2 separate regions of the Mus musculus genome follow, and region 1 is linked to region 2. A link is a contact called in public HiChIP or PLAC-seq data. All regions are on one chromosome and are shown on one strand. Each heading gives the region's core, a stretch centred on a gene start, on an enhancer-like site or on the middle of the called end of the contact. The rest is flanking DNA. Distances are from core to core; before and after follow the strand shown. Region 1 overlaps Arhgap18 (Rho GTPase activating protein 18). Region 2 has its middle 110 kb from the start of Gm30034.

What was found. HiChIP or PLAC-seq counts read pairs in DNA pulled down with a chosen protein or histone mark.
Region 1: a contact with region 2 is called in a FOXA1 HiChIP or PLAC-seq map of pancreatic cancer cells. The contact joins two enhancer-like sites. A contact is called at or near these places in 1 of 15 datasets of contacts at CTCF or cohesin (the NIH/3T3 cell line), 4 of 484 Hi-C or Micro-C datasets (the HPC-7 cell line, embryonic fibroblasts and uterus), 1 of 115 datasets of contacts at active chromatin or transcription factors (pancreatic cancer cells) and 1 of 9 other capture datasets (liver).

Annotation. Positions count from the first base shown.
Region 1 is chr10:26,873,711-26,879,533 of GRCm38.p6, reverse strand. It overlaps Arhgap18 (Rho GTPase activating protein 18), which reads right to left. Exons shown (of 15, transcript NM_176837.2): 8 at 2,300-2,377; 9 at 484-643. Among named protein-coding and RNA genes, the nearest start is that of Gm30534, 89 kb to the left of the region's middle. Within about 2 kb of position 2,358, at least 16 of the 459 cell types and tissues checked have an H3K27ac peak or open chromatin away from gene starts, as enhancers often do. A contact at or near this core is called in pancreatic cancer cells, where this site is marked.
Region 2 is chr10:26,541,968-26,547,405 of GRCm38.p6, reverse strand. No RefSeq gene overlaps it. Among named protein-coding and RNA genes, the nearest start is that of Gm30034, 110 kb to the right of the region's middle. Within about 2 kb of position 2,370, at least 27 of the 459 cell types and tissues checked have an H3K27ac peak or open chromatin away from gene starts, as enhancers often do. A contact at or near this core is called in pancreatic cancer cells, where this site is marked.

The DNA of each region.
Region 1 (5,823 bases), core at 1,109-3,608, 330 kb before region 2:
GTCCCTACAATGAAGCAACAAAGCACTAGGGTCCCATCCTCCTACACAGCTACAGATTTACGTTTTCAGGAAATGGCCGTAGATACTATATCTCTTTGTGTTTTTATAGTAAGTGCTAATCCACAGTTTCTCCACTCTGTGTTCCTTTCAACACTTGGCAAGAAAACCACAACAGAGATCTATGTGACTCATGCTATTAAGAGAGAAACTCAAAGTTTCCAGGTCTTAACACTAGATGCATTGTGTTTTTAAAGGCCATGCAACTTATCTGCACCTGAAGAGAATATTCAGTTATGTTTACTTAGACATTATATGAATGAAAGGAAAGTGGTATGTAGCATCTGACAACTCTTGACATCCGTGAATCAACTTATCTAAGGAAACACGTCTGGTAGTGCGGTGCCTTATGATGACAGTTGTCACTGAGACAATTAACGTGGGTGGAACTCACCCCCAGGCTACTTCCAGGTAGAAAACACTTACTCTGGACAGCTTGGAAGGCTTTGAGATACTCCATGCTCAGCAGTGGCTGGGGCAATTCTCTCAGAAAGAGCTTCAGCAGGCTGGCCGCATCGTGCTGTTTGACACTTTCCCAATTGAAAGTCCCCTCGTAAAATTTCGCTTCTAGTTCTTGGCAAAGATTCTAAATGGCACAAGGGGAGACAGAAATTAGCAGTAAGTACGTTTGTTCCCTATTGAGAGTGTGATCTGTTTTTCATCTTATAAGATTTCTAATCTATAAAGAAATATCTGAATAGCAAAAGTCAATGTGTTTCTGTTACACAGAAAAATATCGTTCCCAACTTTGATTGTCCTTTAAGTGAAGAAATTATACCCAAGGTTAAGAAAAGAGTTTAAACATTTTCACACACTTTAATTAGCAAAGATTTAATTAAAAGATCAGTTAAAATCACTTTCTACTCGGCATGTAACCTAAACACTACCATTAGTTATTTAAAAAAAAAAATTACAATTCAAGACAATGTTTTTAAAGCTATTTAGAGGCATATTACATAGCAAAATGAACAAATCCAAATCTTACACAGATGTTACCTCAATTTTGTTACCTTTGAGAAATGTAAAGCCAAATCCTGTAGATAAGGAGTCATAGAAATATGGAAAGATACTTGCCTTCACTGTCCCACCATTCTGCTGTCAGCCCAAGTTAATTTAGTGAGTCCATGCAGAACGTGGAAGCTGAGGCCCCTCACTTCAAGCACTCTATGAGACGTGCCAAGCCATCTACTACTGCTACTAAATCAACTTAGTGTGTGAGGACTATTTTTCAAGATTCATTTTTAACGTGGCATAAGACTTATTGTGTCAAAAATGTTTCCAAGTGTCTATTACTGGAGCCACTTTCTCAAAGGACAGGTTGTGGGTTTTGTTTCTTTTGTTTCACTGGGGATGGATCCCTATACCTCTGTGTGCTAGGAAAGGGTTCCAGTATCGAGCTACAGCCTCTGTTATACAGTAACATACTGAGGCTCATCCTCTCCTGATAGAGTAACCTTACCACATTTTCTCCGAACCAAATCCTAGCCAATTTTTTTGCCTAATTGTTTTTGTAGTTGGTGAGAAGCATGGCTGATACCTCAGAAACTGGGGGGTGGAGTCAAAGAGCAGTGAGGGAGGAAAGAGAAAGGAGCAGGGAAGGAGAAAAGAAGGAGAGAGAAGAAACGAAGAGGGAAATTAACGCTAAATGGGGGAAAGAGGCAAGAAGGGGTACAGAAGGTTCAGTGGAGTAGGGAGACCAACCATTAGCAGCACATCATCTGTAAATAAATCCTTTACAAGGGGCTGGCTGCGCCACGATCTGGCCTATGACAACAGGCCGGGTGGACCAGTTGACACAGTTGAATCCACTTAACTGCCCTTCTTAGAAATTACCCAAAGCTGTTCCTTCTGTCAAAGCCGCCAACTGCGCGGCTCCTGTCAAGAGCCTTCCTCTGCTCCCACCTGGAGTGTTCTGTTCCCTCTCCTTTTAAAATCCAAACTCCGTTGCTATTACTCATCCTGACTCTGTCTCACCCAGCTCCCTACTACCTTCTGAGTCACGATGTTCTCGTTCTCAAGGGATTATAATAGGTGACGTGGGGATCTGGAAAAATACAAACTTATAGAAACCAGAAGGAGTGTGTAGAGAAATGATAACGTGGAAGTTCGGACATTTTATTATTTTATTTTATCGCCTCTGCTAACAAGAATAAGGATGGGGAGGCTAAGTTGGCCTTTAAAATTCACAAGCAAAATTAAGCAACAAAATTGCACATTAACAGAACTGAAGCATTTTAGTCACCTTGATTCTCATGGCTGCTCCTGGTATCCGTAGGAGGCCCTCGGTTTCCAGACTGCCTTCTTCAATTCGAGAAATCAGCTGCAGATAAGCCAAGAAACATTTTGATCTTAGTCTTTGTTAACAGGTACAGCTCAACATCGGTTCCCCCATTGCAAGAAGTGAAAGCTGATTCTGATGGCATGCAAATCGGATTTGATGAGATTCTGAGTGCTATGGGACCGGCATCTTCAAAACTATACATACAAAAACCTGAGTTGAAATTTGAAAAGGTTTGTCTTTTTCTCTTTTGTAAAAGGAATGTATAATTTCACACAACAGCTGGGACTCTCCACAGGATCAGAGAAAAGATGTTCACTGTGTAAAAGCAACTCAGAACACTATTTTGCTTCTCCAGCAACATGCATTGTGCAATCAAATAAATGCCATGCAATTCCAGTATTTGCACATTTATATACTGTACTTAATTTGTTTCAGGAAACAATATTTTTATATGAAAAAAAAACTGTTGCTAATATTCGTTTTAAGATTCTGGTGGCAAACTTAAAAAAAATGCTTTCAAGCAGCGCTTCTAAGTAATACTAACACTCAAGGAATGGGCACAAATCTAGCTCAAGGACACCACTAAAATAAATTAAAATGAAAATGTAGTAGCCATGGGGCTGGAGAAATGGCTCAGAGGTTATGTACTGCTCTTTCAGAGGACTCAAGTTCAGATCTTGGCTCCTGTTTAGGTGGCTCACAATTGCCTGTAACTCCAGGTGGGGTGGGGGTGGGGGGAATCAGCAGGACCTCTTTGTTCTTTGTGGACATCTGCATTCACATGCAAGTACCCACATGCAAAGGCACATAATTTTAAAACTGAGTAAATATTAAAAACTATATAAAATCAGTCAAATAGGCAATATTACAGAGGTAAATTGTTAAAAAGCGGTGAAGAAACTAAGAATGGTGTGTCCCGTCAGGAAGCTTCCAGTTGCAAAACCTGGGTCGCTCATCCCTTGGGCAGTACAGGGTGGAGCTTACAGAGACAGAGCATCCTCTAGGATGCATAGGAAAATCAGGTTCCACCGCCTCCTCATAAGTACAAGGTAGACACTAAGTGCTTCTGTCCTGTAGCCCATCCCCCTTCTTAAAAGTCTTCTGCTTTACAAAACCCAGACATGGCTTCCCTGCATCTCCAATCTTAGTTAAATGTTCTCTGTGCAACTTGGGGCATGAAATCCCCCAGGGTGCAAAAGAATATTTGAAAGTGAATGTTTTCTCCAGGGAACCCTCTGTTAATGGTTTCTCACACTCCATAGACCACATAGAGCGCACTGTTGCCCCTTTCACATAAAAGTGTCTGTTAGGGACAAGGCCTTGGGAGAATTATGGATCTCTGCCCTATAGATTCCAAATCAGGTATACCAAATTCAGCAGTGGGTCCTCAAGTGTTGGTGACTTTTCCCTAACCACCTATTTTTCCCTATCCAGGGAATCAGTTTTGACCAGGAAAGCCTCTGATATAAAGAGATTCAAAAATCTCAAATTCTCCTAAGAATACACTATTATTAGGTGAGGCATCACTGACCAAAGAAGTACATCAATTTTTAAAATTCAAATTTTCCTAGACCACATTTTTCAAGTACCACTGCAGAGGAACTCAAAGTAAAAATAATTATGAATTATTTGAAATTAGAAGGACATCATTCAATAAAGTATTTCACACCAGCTATTAAAATGTTTCGTGTATGACCAATTTTCATTTTATTTCACCTTATAAAATATTTGCATGCTTTATTAAAACATCCAGTTGAATGCAGGTTGCTCAAGTCAATTAGTTTTTAGCCATCTACACCTTTTACTTTTATTAAATACAGAAGAAAATTATGGCTTTGAAAATGCTAATTGAGATTCATTTCTGAATTTGTGTTTAAATCCTTTCCTAGCGGTCTCTAGTGCTGGATCACAGCATCGAGTTATAGAAGTATACTGTCTGAAACAATACCATGTGTTATCTCCTATTTCTCACTTTGAAAATCACATATTTTAGTTACATTATTAATTAGCTATATTATTAGCTTTTATATTAACAGGAAATATATTCCAGCTTTCTTTTAACTTTTAAGACCTAAAATAGGCAAAAACAGCTATACATAATTGTGCTATTTGGTGAAACTTCAGTGTTTGATATTTTAATGGTGCTCCTACACACACACATGCACACACACACACACATATAAATATATATATATATATATATATATATATATATATATATATACTTATATGTGTATGCGTGTGTGTGAACACTGAATTATAAAGTAGAAATGAAATCAGTCTCTTTTGGCACAACACTGACTTGGGGGAATCATCGGGACAACAACAACAACAACATTGGATTTGAAAATTTGATCAGAAAATGCACTTTCTAAATAAAGTGAACATTTTTCTTCTGAAAACTATACCATTAAAATGAACCACTATTCACAGTGAACACAAACCACTGCTTGCCTTTGAGGGGTTAGGAGAAAAGGCAAGGCAAAGCAAGGGCAGTAGAAGCTAAAGTTAACTAATATGAGATAAGCTTTGCTTAGTGTCACCCGCTGAAAATTGGCCTTTCAAAGTTCAAGATGAACACTCTGGATTCTGGGAGTGAAATGTTTCTGAAAATCAGGTGTTTCTTCCTCTCCACCAAGTTCAAGGGCAGAAGAATCAAAAGATGCTTCTTCTCACACATCTCTCTGGTTTCTTTATTAAAACACAAGGCAAATGCAAACTGAGGAAAGCTAACTAGAAGTCAACCCTTTAGTCATCTCTTTATTTTTAATACGAACAAAACTGAAATACTAATTCTATGTCATGAGATATGCCTGCCTGGTTAGCACTGTAGTGCACAGAGGTTCAGGCAAACACTAGTCTAGAGGCTTTAGTGACAGCATCTTTTTAGAAGTGACCAATATATAAACTGCAGAGTTTAAGGCATGCAGGTCACCCTCTGTGGGATGATGCGCCTCCTCCCATCAGGTGAAGGTGCAAAAGCAAAGTCAGAGATTTGCAAAGAAACTTTCTTCCTCGGGACTGCAGCATCAACTCTTGGTCAAGTAGCTCTCCTGGTGTCTTGTTCCACATATAGCAGATTTGCTGGATCCCATTAACTGCATGAACAAAATCATTAAAAGAAACCTTTCCACATAGATATAGGTATAAGCATAGACAGAGATATGGGTATAGGTGTAAATAGAGCTAGAGAGATAGATATAGGTTCTATGGATTCTAGAGAACTTGACCTAAGGAAGACACTGCTGAGATATAGCTTTAGAGTCTATCTTAGTATTGTAACTCCATTTTTCAATATATATATAAAAGAATAATGGAATGTATAGTCTCTATTCTTTATCTTATCTGCATAACTATTATGAACTATTAATATAGATACAGGTTCAACAGGCCATGATAGAACAACTCTAGAGAATAGTCATCAAAAGATATGCTAGATACAAGTTTAGATGCAGTGACATATAGGTATAGCTATGACATATAGG
Region 2 (5,438 bases), core at 1,121-3,620:
TTCTGCTTCAGTATCAAACCCTGTCCCTCTAGCTGATACCTGACCATGCACATGTACATACTGAACACTGATTTACATGCAACATACATATACATACAAATATGTATACTATACACACCTGACCATGCACATGTACATACTGGACACTGATTTACATGCAACATACACACACACACACACACACACACACACACATATATATATATATATACTATACACACCTGACCATGCACATGTATATACTGGACGCTGATTTACATGCAACATATACATACATATATGTATACTATACACACACACACACAAGAGAGACAGAGACAGACAGAAAAGACAAACAGACAGACAGACAGATGGACAGACAGACAGAAGGACAGGCAGAGGAGAAAGGGGGAGCACTGTAGATACTTTAAGACCTTGGAGGTTTCAATTTTCTCAGCCATATATTAAGGAGCCAAAGAATGGGTTTTGTCTACCCTGCACTATTTATATGGATTCTATTCATGTTCAACCACCCAAAAGACATGTCCCTGGGCCATGTTGTTTTATTGGTCCACAAAAAACATTATTTTTTTTTATTATTATTTTTTTCAGTTTCCATCCTCATTGCAGTCCTTCCCTCCTTTCCTTTCATTCCCACCCTCCCAAACCTCTCCCCCATTACCCCCCCCACACACACACACACCTTCTCCTAAGAGAAGAGAAAGCCTCTCATGGGCACCTCCCCACCCTGGGACATCAAGTCACAGCAAAACTAAGTGCATTCTCCCTCTGAGGCCAGACAAGGCAGACCAGCTACAGGAAGAGGATTCAAAGGCAGGCAACAGAGTCAGAGACAGCCTCCCTCTCCAATTGTTAGGGGACCCACATAAAGACAGAACTGCACATCTGCTACAAATGTGTAGGCGCCCCTGAAGTCCAGCCCCTGCATGTTCTTTGGTTGGTTGTTCCGTCTCTGTGTGCCCCCATGGGCCCACGTTAGTTTACTCTGTACATCCCCTTGTGCCCCACAAAACATAAACTGAATTTTATTATTACCTTACTTTTATCTGAGAGGAATTCCAGGGCATGACCACATGAACCACCATCAGAAATTCCAGGACATGCCCACACGAACCACCATTTCTAAAAATACTGACTATTATGGCTCCTACTGCCTTTTAAACAGGGACAAGATCTTGGTCCCAAAGAAATCTTGGTTTTCTTTGTGTTTTTTTTTTTTACACTGACTTTCTAAATCCCCACTGTACCCCCTCTTCTTTGTCTACTCAAAAGCTCAAAACCAAAGTCATTTTCAAAATGTAATAGACTCTGGCTTAGATGTATATTCTCTTTTCTCCTCTTCTTTTTCACTTTTATAGTTCCAGGTTTTCTCTATTTTCTGTATCTTACTTGAAATATTTACATGTATCCTACTTTGTAGGAAAAGGTCAGATAGATTAGCTAGATAGATTTGATTGACAGATCTAAGGAACATGGGAGGAATCAGAGTTGTTTGAGGTTAATAAACAACATCTATTGGGAATGAATAGGTTATTAAATTTAATATTTCATGCAGGTGAGAAAAATACATTCATTAATAAAATTTTAGTGAAGACAGTAAAAGAAAAGGAAATAAAATAACCTCCCCACAGGCCACCAATGAGAGACACCTGCTAACCATATGTTAATAGCATTCTCCCACCATTTTGTTACCATACATAATCCAGACCAGGTAGAGCCTTGGTTTCCTCTATAGCCATCTTTAGGACCCTCTGTGCTGTTCTCTCCAGGTCTTAATCAGGGAAGAAGTCGTCATCTGATAGACCATTCAGGATAATGCTCTATCCCTTCCCACCAACCACACATGAAAACTGGGCTGCAGAAAAACTGAGATTGCAACATCAACACACTAGTATTAGTTGATCAGACTGATGTGGGGTGTAGTGTGCCTCCCCTCTCTGTGCTGCCAATCAAACCTACAGTAGAAATCCTTCTATATTGAATGCATACAACCTTCAAGTCCCTGAGTAGCTGGAAGCACAGTCTTTTCCTGAAAGACCCTGTGACTCTCATAGCCTTGACTTTCATTTTTACTTTTTTGGAGTGACATCTCTGCCTCTCTCTCTCTCTTTTTTAAAAAATAAAAATGTATCCCAGAATCTAGCCAGTTGATTCACTGCAATGTCCAAATCATTGATATATGGGTTGATACTGATAGTTTATGGAAAACAAACCACTCTGTATTTTACCAAGGAGTGAACCACATGTTGGAAGATAACATGGCTGGTGATGGACTTTCACCAATCAGCATGAAGACTAAGGGAAGTCCTGAATGGCGTGGGAGGAACATTTGACAATACCTACAGTCATGACTCAGAAAATGTTGCCTGGATTGAAATACTTGGAAGACAGCACTGTAAGCATTCAAGTTAGTTTCCCATTAATACTGCAAATCACTAGGGCACATGACTCACAGAAGGTCAAATGAGTCACAGCAGGATCTCTTTGAATATAAAAGACTACCTTGTTGATTTTCTCCACTCCAGGTTTCTGGTGCTGCTGCTGCCTTGGATGACTGTACTTAATTTCTCTATATCTCATTTTCAACACCACAGGATATGATCAACTTTGAAAAGTTAACATGAGAAGTTGTCGATTTAAACACAGAATCCTGTGTCCTTCCTATTGTTCTCACCCCTCCCTCCTCCACTTCCTCACCTAGGTAGATGGATTTCAGAGTCAATGGCATGGAGCATCACAGACAAGCACTTGCTCCACTAATGCATACGAGCAACTAACTCATTCTGCTGACCAATACTACAAATGTTCAAACTCTAGAATACATACATTTGCCTTTGCACTTAATCAAACATTAATGTCAACTGTGACCTTTGCTGAGCATTTTTATGGTATTGATGTTGTTAGAACACAATGAGCTGAATTCTACAATTACCTCCTTTAATCCAAAACATAGCTATCTAAGGAAGAACTCCATGTTTGAACAGACTCCAGTTTAAATCTTACAAAAAAATGCACACAATTTGGAAGTACAGCTACAATTAAGATTCAAGACCTAACTGCTGTTATTCATAGTCATGTTATCTTCAGAGCTCTGAAGAATCACAGACAAATTGAGGATTATTATTGTCACATCACTTAAAGGTTATAAAATCAACACGATATGAGTCACCAAACTAGAAATGACTCACCATCTCTATTGTGATGAATTTTTGTTCAGCAAATCTTCCCTCAATATAGAAGGAACTAATTTCTGATGAAGGTTTCATAAAATAAAACCACAGCATGCTAGTGTTGATAAGTGTACATATATTAATGTGTGAATATTTGCATAAATACTACAAATGTTAATATATGTGTGTATATATGCATACATAAGTACATATGCAAAATATAGTTAGACTCTTCATATCTACACTACTGTTAACAAAGATGGAGTAAAACATTGGAAATGCATGTGAATTCAATTCCTTCCCTTTTCTTTTGCAGGGTAAGCTGAATGCCTTCAATCTACCTTCTTGGTGGATTATCCCAATATTGTGCCCATGCACATTATTTTGCCTTTTCTTCTGATGTTATTTCCACAGAAACCAAAGATATGAATCCTCCATGTTTGACTTTTCTTCTCCTTGACTTTGCTCTAATACCTTATCATCCATTCAACAAATGTCTCTGAGCTCTTGGTTTGCTGGCTGGCTGTGGGTCAGGCAAAGCAATAGAGGACACTCTGTGAACTAAGAGTATTTCCACTTTCTGGAACCCAGCTTAATGCAATGAGCCTGTGAAGGTGAAGAGGCAAAGATGAGAGAACTCTGGTATGGTAGGAAACAAAGAATGAGAAGTCTTTTTCCAAAAGTGGAGTTACAGATTGTGGCATTTTTAATCAGGCCTCAGGGTGGTCAAGAAATAGGTCAAGAACCCCAGAAGAGCATGAGATTCAAGGATGCTAATTAATATGGTTCTACTTCACATTCTTCTGCTAGCTTAGAAAACAGGACTAGAAAACAACCTGTATGTTCAAGAACAGGCAGACTCTAGAGGCATTTCCCCACCTTGCCCTGGACATTTCTGTCAGCTAATATCAGCACTAGGTCCCCAGTCTTGAGTCAAGTCATCACACTGGGAATAAGGTAAGAATCACTAGGGCTTCTCTAGCACAGGTTGTGCCCGGGCCTTGAACTGTGAGTGGTGTTTGAGCCCCAGGTCTTCAAGCAGGACAGATGACCTGCTGAATGCTACCCTTACTGCTTCATTTGTTGGTGTTCATGTCCTTAGTTATAATAGAGATAATTCCTATTTATTGGAAATCTTTATTTGTGTGAGCAACAGTAAAGTACAAACATAATTCTTTCCCTAGTTCTTGGCCTATTGTAAGTGTTCAAAATTGCACTTAATGTAGTTTTGTGTCCTTACACTATCCCTTGAGTTCTAACCATCATCTCCATGGCTTCTTATGCTGTCTCCTTACCTGACTCTCATGTTTCTTGTGCTTCCAATCGATCCTCACGTCATCCAGTGTCACATACCTGGTAGTCAGCTGCCACCTTGGCTTAGTCTTCAGCTCAGATGAATTTGTTTGGTCTAAGTTTTCCCTGCTCTCCATTCTCTCCTTAAACTTGACATTTATGTAGTATTCTGTGCCTGGTAGGAAAGCAGATAATATAAGCATAGCTACTAGGCCGGTGTCTGAGATATATTAGCAAAGGAGAAAAAGAAAGGCACATAAGTATAAGGACAAGAGTGCAAATTCCCACATAAATGCCAGGTGAGTGTAGCAGCCTGTCTGTAGTCCCTGTCCTCAAAGGCAGAGACCCCAGATCCCTGAAGCAAGCAAGCTATCTAGATTATCCTAATGTGGGAAATTGAGGTTTGAGTAAAAGACCATGGCTCAGTATATAAGGTAGAAAGTGGTTGCAAACACAATGGAAGGCAACTTCTTAACTAAAGACATGTGAACACACATACATACATGCACAGAGACTATACACACACACATACACATAAAATATTTATGGACGAAAATATTTTGATGGATGGATGGATGATGGATGGATGTTCTTGTTACTGGAGACTGAACCCAGAGTCTAACTGATACTAGGCAAATACTCTCTCTACTGCTGAGCACCAACTCATATCCCTGGTGTATGGTGTTTCTGCAGCTGTAATATACTGATAACTTTCTGAGTAAAATGGGTGGTAAGACAGTAATGTCTGTCTTTTTAATGGAGCAACACTCACTACAGTTTTTGGTTTTGGTGGGAGAATGAACTCTCTAAAGTTGAGAGATGATGACCAAGGGGAAGACAGCCACTTCTCTCCTTAGATGTCAATTTTTAACCTTTGTTCTTTAATCCCCTTCTTATCAAGGATTATTTCTTAATCAGTCTGCTACACTTAAGATCAAAATATAATTTGGTCACTGTGTATTTAATAGCTGCATT